2 separate regions of the Rattus norvegicus genome follow, and region 2 is linked to region 1. The links are chromatin contacts, called in public Hi-C maps. All regions are on one chromosome and are shown on one strand. The core of a region is the stretch at or near the end of the contact, and the rest is flanking DNA. Distances in the headings are between cores, read along the strand shown.

What was found. A called contact is a pair of places that touch in the nucleus more often than the background predicts.
Region 2: a Hi-C map of frontal cortex shows a contact between it and region 1, with 2.2 times the contacts expected there. The contact joins the enhancer-like site here to the promoter of Foxo1 in region 1.

Annotation. Positions count from the first base shown.
Region 1 is chr2:138,460,788-138,465,639 of GRCr8, reverse strand. Foxo1 (forkhead box O1) reads right to left here and starts at 2,666. Exons shown (of 3, transcript NM_001191846.3): 1 at 1,950-2,666. The coding sequence starts at 2,561.
Region 2 is chr2:138,765,572-138,770,458 of GRCr8, reverse strand. No RefSeq gene overlaps it. Among named protein-coding and RNA genes, the nearest start is that of Trnak-cuu5, 140 kb to the left of the region's middle. Within about 2 kb of position 3,173, at least 18 of the 93 cell types and tissues checked have an H3K27ac peak or open chromatin away from gene starts, as enhancers often do.

The sequences.
Region 1 (4,852 bases), core at 1,417-3,916:
GCTTGTTCTTGGTGCCAACGAGGAAAAAAAATTTAATACATAAATCATTATCACATTAAGAAATCAGAAGAATGGAGCAAAACAACTAAAAAGATATATGATATAACCTATTTTTCTAAGAACTAATTTCTAAAATCAAGTTATAGTTCTCAAGAGCATCTTCACAGTGCCGTCCGAAAATACCCCAAAACATTACCTTTATCCTTAAAGCAAGGCACTCCCACAAACTCAGGTAGGTTGTGTCCCTTTCCAAGAACATAAAAGAATGGTGTTAAGTACACACTGTACTTTGGGTGCCCAGAGGGTTTAGGGTTTTTTGTTTGGATGTTTTGTTTGCAATGGCAAATGTTCTATGTAACAGCTGAAGCCCCATAAACAAGTAAAGCAGTCAGGTACTTAAAGTCAAATGTTAAGTAAAATTAGATTTTAAAGACAACCACTATTTTGTGAATTCTTAGAATATGAAAAATAGGTAATTTGCTTTTTGGAACACTTGGTAATATTACACAAGGATAAGGTGTTGTATATATCTTTAAAACACTGTGGCAAAAATAAAACAACCCCTGGCTCTTTCTGCAAGAACTTTCTATGAGGTGAGTAAGTTGACCTTTAAGATACTTTAACCACAGGGATGACAGAGTATGTGAAACCACCTCGCTCTAACAAGCATGCAGTGAAGGCTAATCTCTGTTCTGCTATACAGCAGAGACCAGGTGGGAGAAAAGCTATGTCCCACCTGTGACTGAGAAACTGTCAGCCAGGGGTGGCCACACCTCGAGAGGGACTTCTAGGTAAGATTCTCTCCTCCCAAAATGCCCTAGGCCCTTATACCACCCCCAAACCCCTAAGGTAGAGATGCCACAGTCCACACTGAGTCGCCTCAGTCTCTCCCTGCCACCTTTGGAAAGGTAAACAAACAACAATCTTAAACACCTAATTTATAGGTCTGCAATCCTCCTTCAAGGCAGGTGTCTTTGGCAATTCCCCAGTGAGCACCCCACTTAAGACTTCCACCAAATACTCACTCACAGCTCCCAGCCTTACCAGGTCGTGGGTAGCCCCAAGCTTTATGGGAAGAGAAATCACTCCACAACACTCATGCACAATTTGGTCACACACAACAGCGACTCGGCTTTCAATTAAAAGCATACCTCCCCAAGCCAGCCCAATTGTGGAAGCCCTTCTCTGAGCGCAAAAGTGTGGCCTCCCAGCCTGGAGGCACTGGCCCTTTAAAGGTTCTGGCTTCCTGTACACCCGGTCCCTCCCCTCCTCGCCTGCTCCCGCCCCGGCCAAGGGTCACACTTGAACTTTAGGTTGCCCAGAGCCTAAAAACCTTAGCCACCCACTTGCGCGCGCGTCAGAAACCGTACCCAGCAAGTGGGAACGCTCGATTCAGGCCACTTTGGATAAAAAAACCAAATTTGCCCCGGCCTCGGGGAACCTTCGGCAACTGCTGGCCCGCACAGCGCTCAGCACGCTGCGCGTTTAGCTAACCCATCAGCTGCGGGAGCCCCGCGTGTGCGTGGGGAATGTTTCCAGTGCTCCCGTCACCTCTGCTGTCGGGTCCGAGGGAACCTCGTCGGCCAAGGGTCGGGAGAGTGGGTGCGCATGTGGGCGGAGGAGTCGCCCCGACCCCTCGCAGGTCCGGAGTGTCAAGTGGCGAACCCTTCGAAGCCAGCCCCTCTACTCCAACAACTAGCCAACTTCCAAGCCTGCTCTGGCATTTCACTTAAGTTCTCAAACAAGCCCTCCCGGGGTCCCTCTAGAACTCCCTCGCCTGCACTTCGTCCAAATTTGGCTCCAGGTCTCGGGGAAGCCCCCGCCACACCTGCCATTTCTCGCCCGCTCTCTCCGTGCGCCCATCATTTCCGGGCCCGGAACACCCACACGGCCGACCCTCGGCGGGCCCCAACAAATCCACCCCCCCGGGCCGCCCCGAGGCCGTTCACCTTCCAGCCCGCCGAGCTGTTGCTGTCGCCCTTATCCTTGAAGTAGGGCACACTCTTCACCATCCACTCGTAGATCTGCGACAGGGTGAGCCTCTTCTCCGCCGAGCTCTCGATGGCCTTGGTGATGAGGTCGGCGTACGACAGGTTGCCCCACGCGTTGCGGCGCGACGAACTGGTCTTGCGCGGCTGCCCAGCGAGTGGCCCCGCGGCGGCTGGAGGCACCGGTGGGGGCTGCGACAGCGGCCCGGTCGGTGGGGGCTGCGGCGGCGCCGAGTGCACGCAGCCCGCCTCCGGGCCCTGGAAGTCCCCGCACAGGCCCCTACTGGCGGCAGCTGCGGCCGCCACGGCCACGCAACCCGGTGCCCGCGCGAAGTCCTCGCTCTCTTCTAGCAGGCTCAGGTTGCTCATAAAGTCGGTGCTGACAGCGGACGCCGAGGCCAGGCTCGCCGTGGCGTCGGGGTTGGCGGCCGTGCTGCCCGACGGCGCCGGGCTGGAGGTGGTCGAGTTGGACTGGTTAAACTCCGGCCTGGGCAGCGGCCAGGTGCAGGAGCGCTGCCGAGGCAGCGGCTCGAAGTCCGGGTCGGTCTCCACCACCTGAGGCGCTTCGGCCATGGTGCCCCCCGCCCCTCCCCCACCAGCAGAGAGTACCAGGAGACGCGGCCACCGGGGGCGCGGAGCCGGCGCTCGGAGTGTCGCTCCGAGATTGGGGGCCGCGGACGGCGGACGCACGCCGGAGCGAGGAGCGGCGCAGCGGACGGACGCGCCCAGAACTTAACTTCGCTGGGTCACCGGTGTCGGGGATCCTCCGAGTTCGTGCCTCGGACGGGGCAAGGACCAGGCCGCGGAGCCCGGCAGCTCGGGCACCACGCTCCTGATGACAGGGCCGCGGACGCAAGGGCAGACCGGCGGACGCCGCGGGCCGCTCTCTCTCCCCCGCGGCCGCGCGACAGCGGCGCTACTGCCTGTTGAATGTGGCGGCGGCGGGGACTGCAGCGACTCCGCAGCCTCCCGTCTTACGGGATCTGCAGCGGCTCCCCGCCCGCGGCGGCGCGCGCGCCGCCCCGCCCTTGACTGACAGGCTGCGCGACCAATGGACGCGCCAAGTCTCTGCCTAGACAACCAATGAACGCGGGCCTGGGAGGGAGCTCCTTTCCCTCGGGAGGCGGCAGTAGGTTGGTGGGGGGCAGCGGGGTGTTTTTCTTTCTCACACACTTTTTTTTTCTAATCTCCGTTATTATTTTCTGTAATTCTCAAGTGTTTCTGAGTCTCTGGCGCCTCAGTGTTCGGATTGCTAGGAGGCAAACCGGCGTGGAGGCGGCGACCATACTTTTGTTTACTACGGAGTGCAATCGAGTACTCCAGGCAGTGCCCAGACCCCGACTCCCGGGATGGCGCGGAGCCGCTGCGCGCTCCCGGACGCGACGTGGGCGGTGGGGCGCCTCGTGGATTCCACTCAGCCCGCTCCGCCCACGCGTCTTCGCGGAGCTCTCGGGAAGTCGGTGGGGTTTGTTTTGGAGAAATGTTTTCTTAAGCTGGCATCTGCCCGGGCCGCCCCAGGCACGAAGATCCTACGGTGAAGATCCGTCGCTCTGCGGCTCCGGATTCCCCTTCCCACCCTACCTGTGCACACCTGCAAGCCGAGCCTCCGCGGTTCTCCAGCCCCAGCCCCAGCCCCCAGCCTCCAGTCATCCTGAACCCAAAAGAGGTGCGGCGCGGGGAGAAGACTGTTGCACAAGCACCTAGATCCAGTAGCGCCTCAGATCTGAAGTCTTCTATGGAACCTCTTTCCTGTTACGAGAATCTCACTTTTTCCTGAGGACCAGAGTGGTGGCTAAAGGGTCAGAGGAGAGTGTTTAGAGACAATCTTGTCACTTTATTGCCCCTAATTAAATTTAACTGGTTGCTTACTTCTTTTTTATTGAGAATGGAAGCGATGAGGTGTTGAAGTCGCAAAAGGAGATAAGCCACAATTGTTGGGGCACAGCTCGTCTCTCCAGTTCTTTAAGTTCCCAAACCCGGGTATCTAATATAGGTTCAGCAGAGCCAGAGGTAGAAAGACAATGATCCTTTTTGCCTTTATAGAGTTGAAGAAAATATTTCCTCGCTTGATTTTTCTGATTTGCTTTCTCTTTTAAAAAGAAGTATGGGTGGCATTTTCTTTTAATGACTAGGGACACCTTAGAATTGAAGATGCATATCGGGGTTTTAAATATGTCCCAAAAGACAGCTCCTAATTTCTTGTTGCTGTTGTATGTCACTCCTTCTTACGTGGAGTTTTTCTATGTAAAATGAGGCTTCCAAGAAAACCGGGCTTCTTACTTCTTATTCCTTCCACTTTGCATCTAGCAGTGTCTCTAATCCAGGCCCCTATTCATAATCCCTTTTTTCCGGAACCGGCTGCCTACTAATAAAAAAGATTTGAGTGGAGATCCTAAACCAGAGGTGTTGAGGGCAGAGGTGGGTTGACTGCATTACCTTGACTACGAATTTTGGCTGGTGAGGTCTTCTTTGACAGCCGCGGGGAGCCTTGAGTAAATGGGTGAGCTTAAAAAGGACCACAAAGCACAACCCTGGCTGCTCCTTTGTAATCACGCTGTGCTGAGGTGGGCCCACAGTCAGACAGCCGCACCCTGCAAATAGGCGGAGCACTGGTGGGCCATTCTTGGCAATGAAATCCAGCTGTGAATTTGGCCTTAGCCTCATTTCCATTCCAGTTTCTCAGGGACTGTACCGATAAGAGTATTTGGTTAAGGGAGTTTTCCTAATGCTTTCCCCAAATCTTCAAATTCTCTAAGGCCACTGTCCCCAATTGTTTCTTTAAATGTCATAGTATAGGCTAGTGATAGCAAAGGCTTAAATGTGTGGGGTCCTAAGCCGAGACAAAAAAAAAAAAAAAAAAAAAG
Region 2 (4,887 bases), core at 1,924-4,423, 300 kb before region 1:
TAGAATTCGTTGGAGTGGAAGCAATTCATCAGAGGAAGTAGTCCATAGAAAAACTAGCCTCTCTTTGTCTAAAGCTGCTCTGAGTCCAAACTTTTTGTCACAGTTCATGATAAAGAAGACTCCCTGGAGTCCAACAGACCTGGATTCATGTCTAGTCTCTGATACTCTTTGTCATTGTACCCCTACTCATACAATTAACGATAACACTTCCCACAGAAGCAGCGAAAGGAAGTTTTACCATCTACCCATAGGCAGTCTTCCCATCTGTAATTTGACGGATAACATTTACTTCATATGGTTGTAAGATACCAGGAACTCATGTGTGTAAACTGCACAGCACAGAACAGGTACCCGGTCTTGATGGTAGTTATGATCTGTTGATGTCCTCTATAGATCACACATGAACATGGGGGAAAGTATCATGCAGATCTCTTGAGCAGGAAACTGGCAGGTGCCATTCTAACTGAGCAATACATCTGCTGAGTATGTGATAACCCCTGCAAATAATTTATAAAACTAGGCTCTGGTCTGTGATATTAAGGAGCCCAAATTCTGTATTCTCAGAGAAGTTAAGGTAGCTTTATGCATGGAGCTTCTTGAAATGTGCTCGATAAGAACATTTAAGTTCTTATCTCAGAGCCTCAGTTTCCTTATCTGTAGGGCTAATGACAGCACACAGCAGACGGGAACTTGGGAGATTAAATGAGATAATACTACCTCCGTGACATTGTTTCAGATTTTTCATCTCTCAGATGTAACTCACACCCGAGGGAAACAACTTATAGAACAGGAAGAACTTGTGACTGAGCGCACCAGGTGTTTCAGTCCTTCATGGGCAGCTAGGAGAAGATGCCCAAAGAGAGCCATTCATAACACAACTCCCAGAAAGCACAGAGTGTATGTGGTTCCAGGCTCCCTCCTTCTACCCATTTTATCCCATCCAGGTCTCCATCCATCCATAGGTGGTGTAACTGATGCCCAGGCTGGGTCCTCCCCTACCTCGTGAATCCTCAGAGATAGGCAGAGGTGGCCCAAGCACTTCTCAAGTTAATCAAGTTTATAGTCAAGATAAACTATCACATACCACAACTACCCAAACTACCATTTAATGAAGGAGAAACTGGCATTTGGAGTTATTCACCCCAAAGCAGATGGCTAGAGACTGGTAGTACCCAAACTTAAATCCAGGTCTACAAAGGTCCAAACCTTGACCCTTTGCCCACGTGGCACATTCCAATGACCTTGTTACCTCAAATTCACTGTACGAATCCAACCTTTTGCTGTTCCTCAAGGTATTTGAGGGTGGGAATTACATTATCTCCTTTTTTCTATTTAGTATCTGAGTTTATATTTCACTCATTAAAACATTCCTTAAGCTAAATTTGAAAGGCTGGTTAAATAAATGAATGCATTCATGCATAACATAAATGAAGAAAAAGATCCCTATTAAGGAAGTACAGATCGAGGGGCTGGAGAGATGGCTCAGTGGTTAAGAGCCCCCGACTGCTCTTCCAGAGGTCATGAGTTCAATTCCCAGCAACCACATGGTGGCTCACAACCATCTGTAAAGAGATCCGATGCCCTCTTCTGGTGTGTCTGAAGACAGCTACAGTGTACTTACATATAATAAATAAATAAAAAAAAAAAAAAAAAGGAAGTACAGATCGAAAATACTCAGTCAAAGGTGGAAGGAACAAGGATGAACAAGGGGAGAAGGAGGAATAAATTGGCGGAAGATTTGTGTAGTCAGGTGACAATGTGACCCTCTGAAGGTCAATGGTAAAAGGTTGTCGCCTTGAAAGTGAAGGAAGGTGTGGGAAGTAAGGGAGCAGAGCCTGGGAGGCAGAGAGAACAGCTGAGGAGCAGTGATGCTTTCAAGGCCAATGCTGTGGATGCCCACACTGCGGAGTGAGGAGTGCAAAAGCAGAAATGGTGTTTGCTTCCCATGACACAGGATGAGTCTGGTGCTCCATTTAGGAGGCAGGAGGTAGGAGGGACACACTAGGTTGAGAATTCTGGAAAGAAAAGAGATCCTCACAGAAAAAAATAAAGTTTAAAAAAAAGCGTCCTAGAAAAGATCAAAGAGCTTGGATCTAGAACTTTTAGGCTTGAGGGTTACAAACCAGTATTTTAGGAAAGGGGACAAAGAATGGAAAGGAAATTGTTAGAACAACGTACATTTTGAAAGACTCTTGGCATGTTGAGTGTGGATGGACATGGGTTTGTTTGGGTCCTTCCCCCTCCTGTTTGAAACTGAGTTGTGGTAAAAATACGTTTAAAATGATAGCTGTTGGCAAAGAACTTATATTCAAGTTCTCTATGACGACCTCACAGCAATGATCCTAGAACCCTGCCCAGAGCTTCTGCAGTTCAGGTTGAGCTCATCCATCCTATCTGTCTGTCTGTCTGTCTATCTATCTATCTATCTATCTATCTATCTATCTATCTATCTATCTATCTATATCGCCTTATTTCTGTCCATATCCCCCCTTCCTTTAATAAACATTTACTAAGTAGCCATCTGTAACCTAACATTTATGTCCTTGGATTAGCTAGCCGCAGTGTAGTATTTCTTAGTAGTTAGGATTACCTCTGAGTACCTGACACCCTTCATAGCACAGGCTTGGGCCCATTCTACTCTTCTGTGCTTCACAACCTTACTCCAACCTAACCCTGCTTGCTTTCTCCCTCCATTTTCAGACACTTTCTTCTTCTTCTTCTTCTTCTTCTTCTTCTTCTTCTTCTTCTTTTTCTTCTTCTTCTTCTTCTTCTTCTTCTTCTTCTTCTTCTTCTTCTTCTTCTTCTTCCTCTTCCTCCTCCTCCTCCTTTTCCTCCTCCTCCTCTTCCTCTTCCTCCCCTTTCCTTTCTCTTTCCCCTCCTCTTCCTCCCCTCCTCTTCCTCCCCCCCTCTTCCTTCTCCTCTTCTTTCTCCCCTTTCCTTTCTCCTTCCCCTCCTCTTACTCTCCCTCCTCTTCCTCCTCCTCCTCTCTCCCTCCCCTCTTCTTCTTCTGAATGTGGATGACAAATTATGGTCTCTCTATAGCTACAACACTTATTCTCCAACACATTCACTTGGCTCATGTGATTCTGGCCCAACCTGGTCCCAGACTTAGCTTCCACCCAACAGTCCCCCATCTGCTCAGACTGCTGCTAGATGTGGGCACTGGATAGAGCCCTCTCGCCTGAGAGAGTGAAGGCTCTGTCCTCTTCCACACACAAAAGCATTATGCCTCTGCAAGGCACCAAGCAGAATTTATTTTTAACATGACATATGCATTCTTTGGGGATACTTTTTAGGCCTTACTTGGCAAAGGCCGTGGAAGATGGGCAGGGTAGCTACACACGCATGCTGCTGTGCTCACCCAGGCTTCTGTACTTTGCTCTCTATTGAGGTCAGAGTCTTGTTTTTCCACTTTTCTTCCATTTCACAGACAGTCCCTCCGATTGTGGTTTTTACTTGAGGCATTCATTCACATCACAGTCTCAAATGTGGCTTTTTGTACTGAACTCATTAAAACAAAAGAAAGCTTTCTGTTGCAAGGCTGGGAAGGAAAAAAGGAATCTGCAAAAGGCTCAGAGTTTGGGCATCATGGGAAATGAGAAGCTTGGAAAGAGCTACTTATAAAGCCCTGCTTCGTAGAGATCACACCAAGACTTATGAGGTTAATAAATTGACCCGAATTGAATAGTTCATGGCACTGTAACCATCTAGGGAGAGCCTGAGAGACCACCCTAGGAAGCAAAAGCTGCAGGCCCCCTGTCTCTCTCATCCAAGGAAGCTCTGTTGTGATCTATTTTACATTCCAGCTTTTTAACCTGAGAGTTGGTTCGAAAAAGGGGACTTCACTATTTCAATAACAGAAAAGCACGCAAAGATACCCTACCAGGCCAAGATTATTTTTGAGACCATTAAATTGAACCTTCATTTGCATCAGAGAAAAAATACTATAGGCAAATGCTAAAGACTAGTTAGTTGATATGTATGATTTGGGGCCTGTTAGGGAAATTTTGACTTTACATTTTGGTTATGGGTCTAGTCTTTAGCAGCCGAGCCATCCCCAGCCCAGAAATTTTACTAATACTTGCAGAGTACATGGAAATGTAGCCCTCAAAACTACATATATGAATGTATGCATGAGAAGACAGATCAACAGGCAGGTCTGTAATAAAAACAAGGCAACAAAACATCCATATCGGCTCTGCATGTCTGTTTAAAGGTGTCTTAGTAGATTCAACTTTGCGGGTGTCTGAAAGTTTTCATAAAATGAAGGGGCAGCACACCATGCATGGTCTAATAAATGTTTGTGCCCCTCTCACTTCCCCATTTTAAAAAAAGGAAGTGTAAGTTACGTCTATACCACCTCATTATAAGGCCAATTTTGTTATTATGAAAAGAAAGCCCAAAGAATTGATGTAGCAACCTTTGCAATGTAAAGCCACACCTCCAGCATTTTGTCTTATTGGTCATTACTTTATTAACTTTGAATTCCATACCATTTAAACCTCTATGAAACCACACAGTCGAATTGCATCGTCCTTCATTCACACAGGACAACAACCTCTTGTATAAGTAAATAGGTAAGTTCTCTCACGCGGGTTGCTTTATTTGAGCCAGGCGCCTATAAGAAGGGTGGAAAATGGCTGCTTCCGTTTTAAAGACAATGAAACTGAAGCCTCGACTTCATAGGGCTGTCTATAGCTGCACACTTATATCTGGAAACAAGCCAGAGCTTCCTGTGTCAGGGTTGGATACCAACGACAGGAGAAGGAAGCCATATCCCATAAATGAGATCTTGTAAAGTTTGGAGAATCAGTGGTGGTATTCGGAGTGTGTGTTGATGGGCAGATTGCTAGGCCAGATTCTTGGGGGAGAGAAGGAAGTGACAGA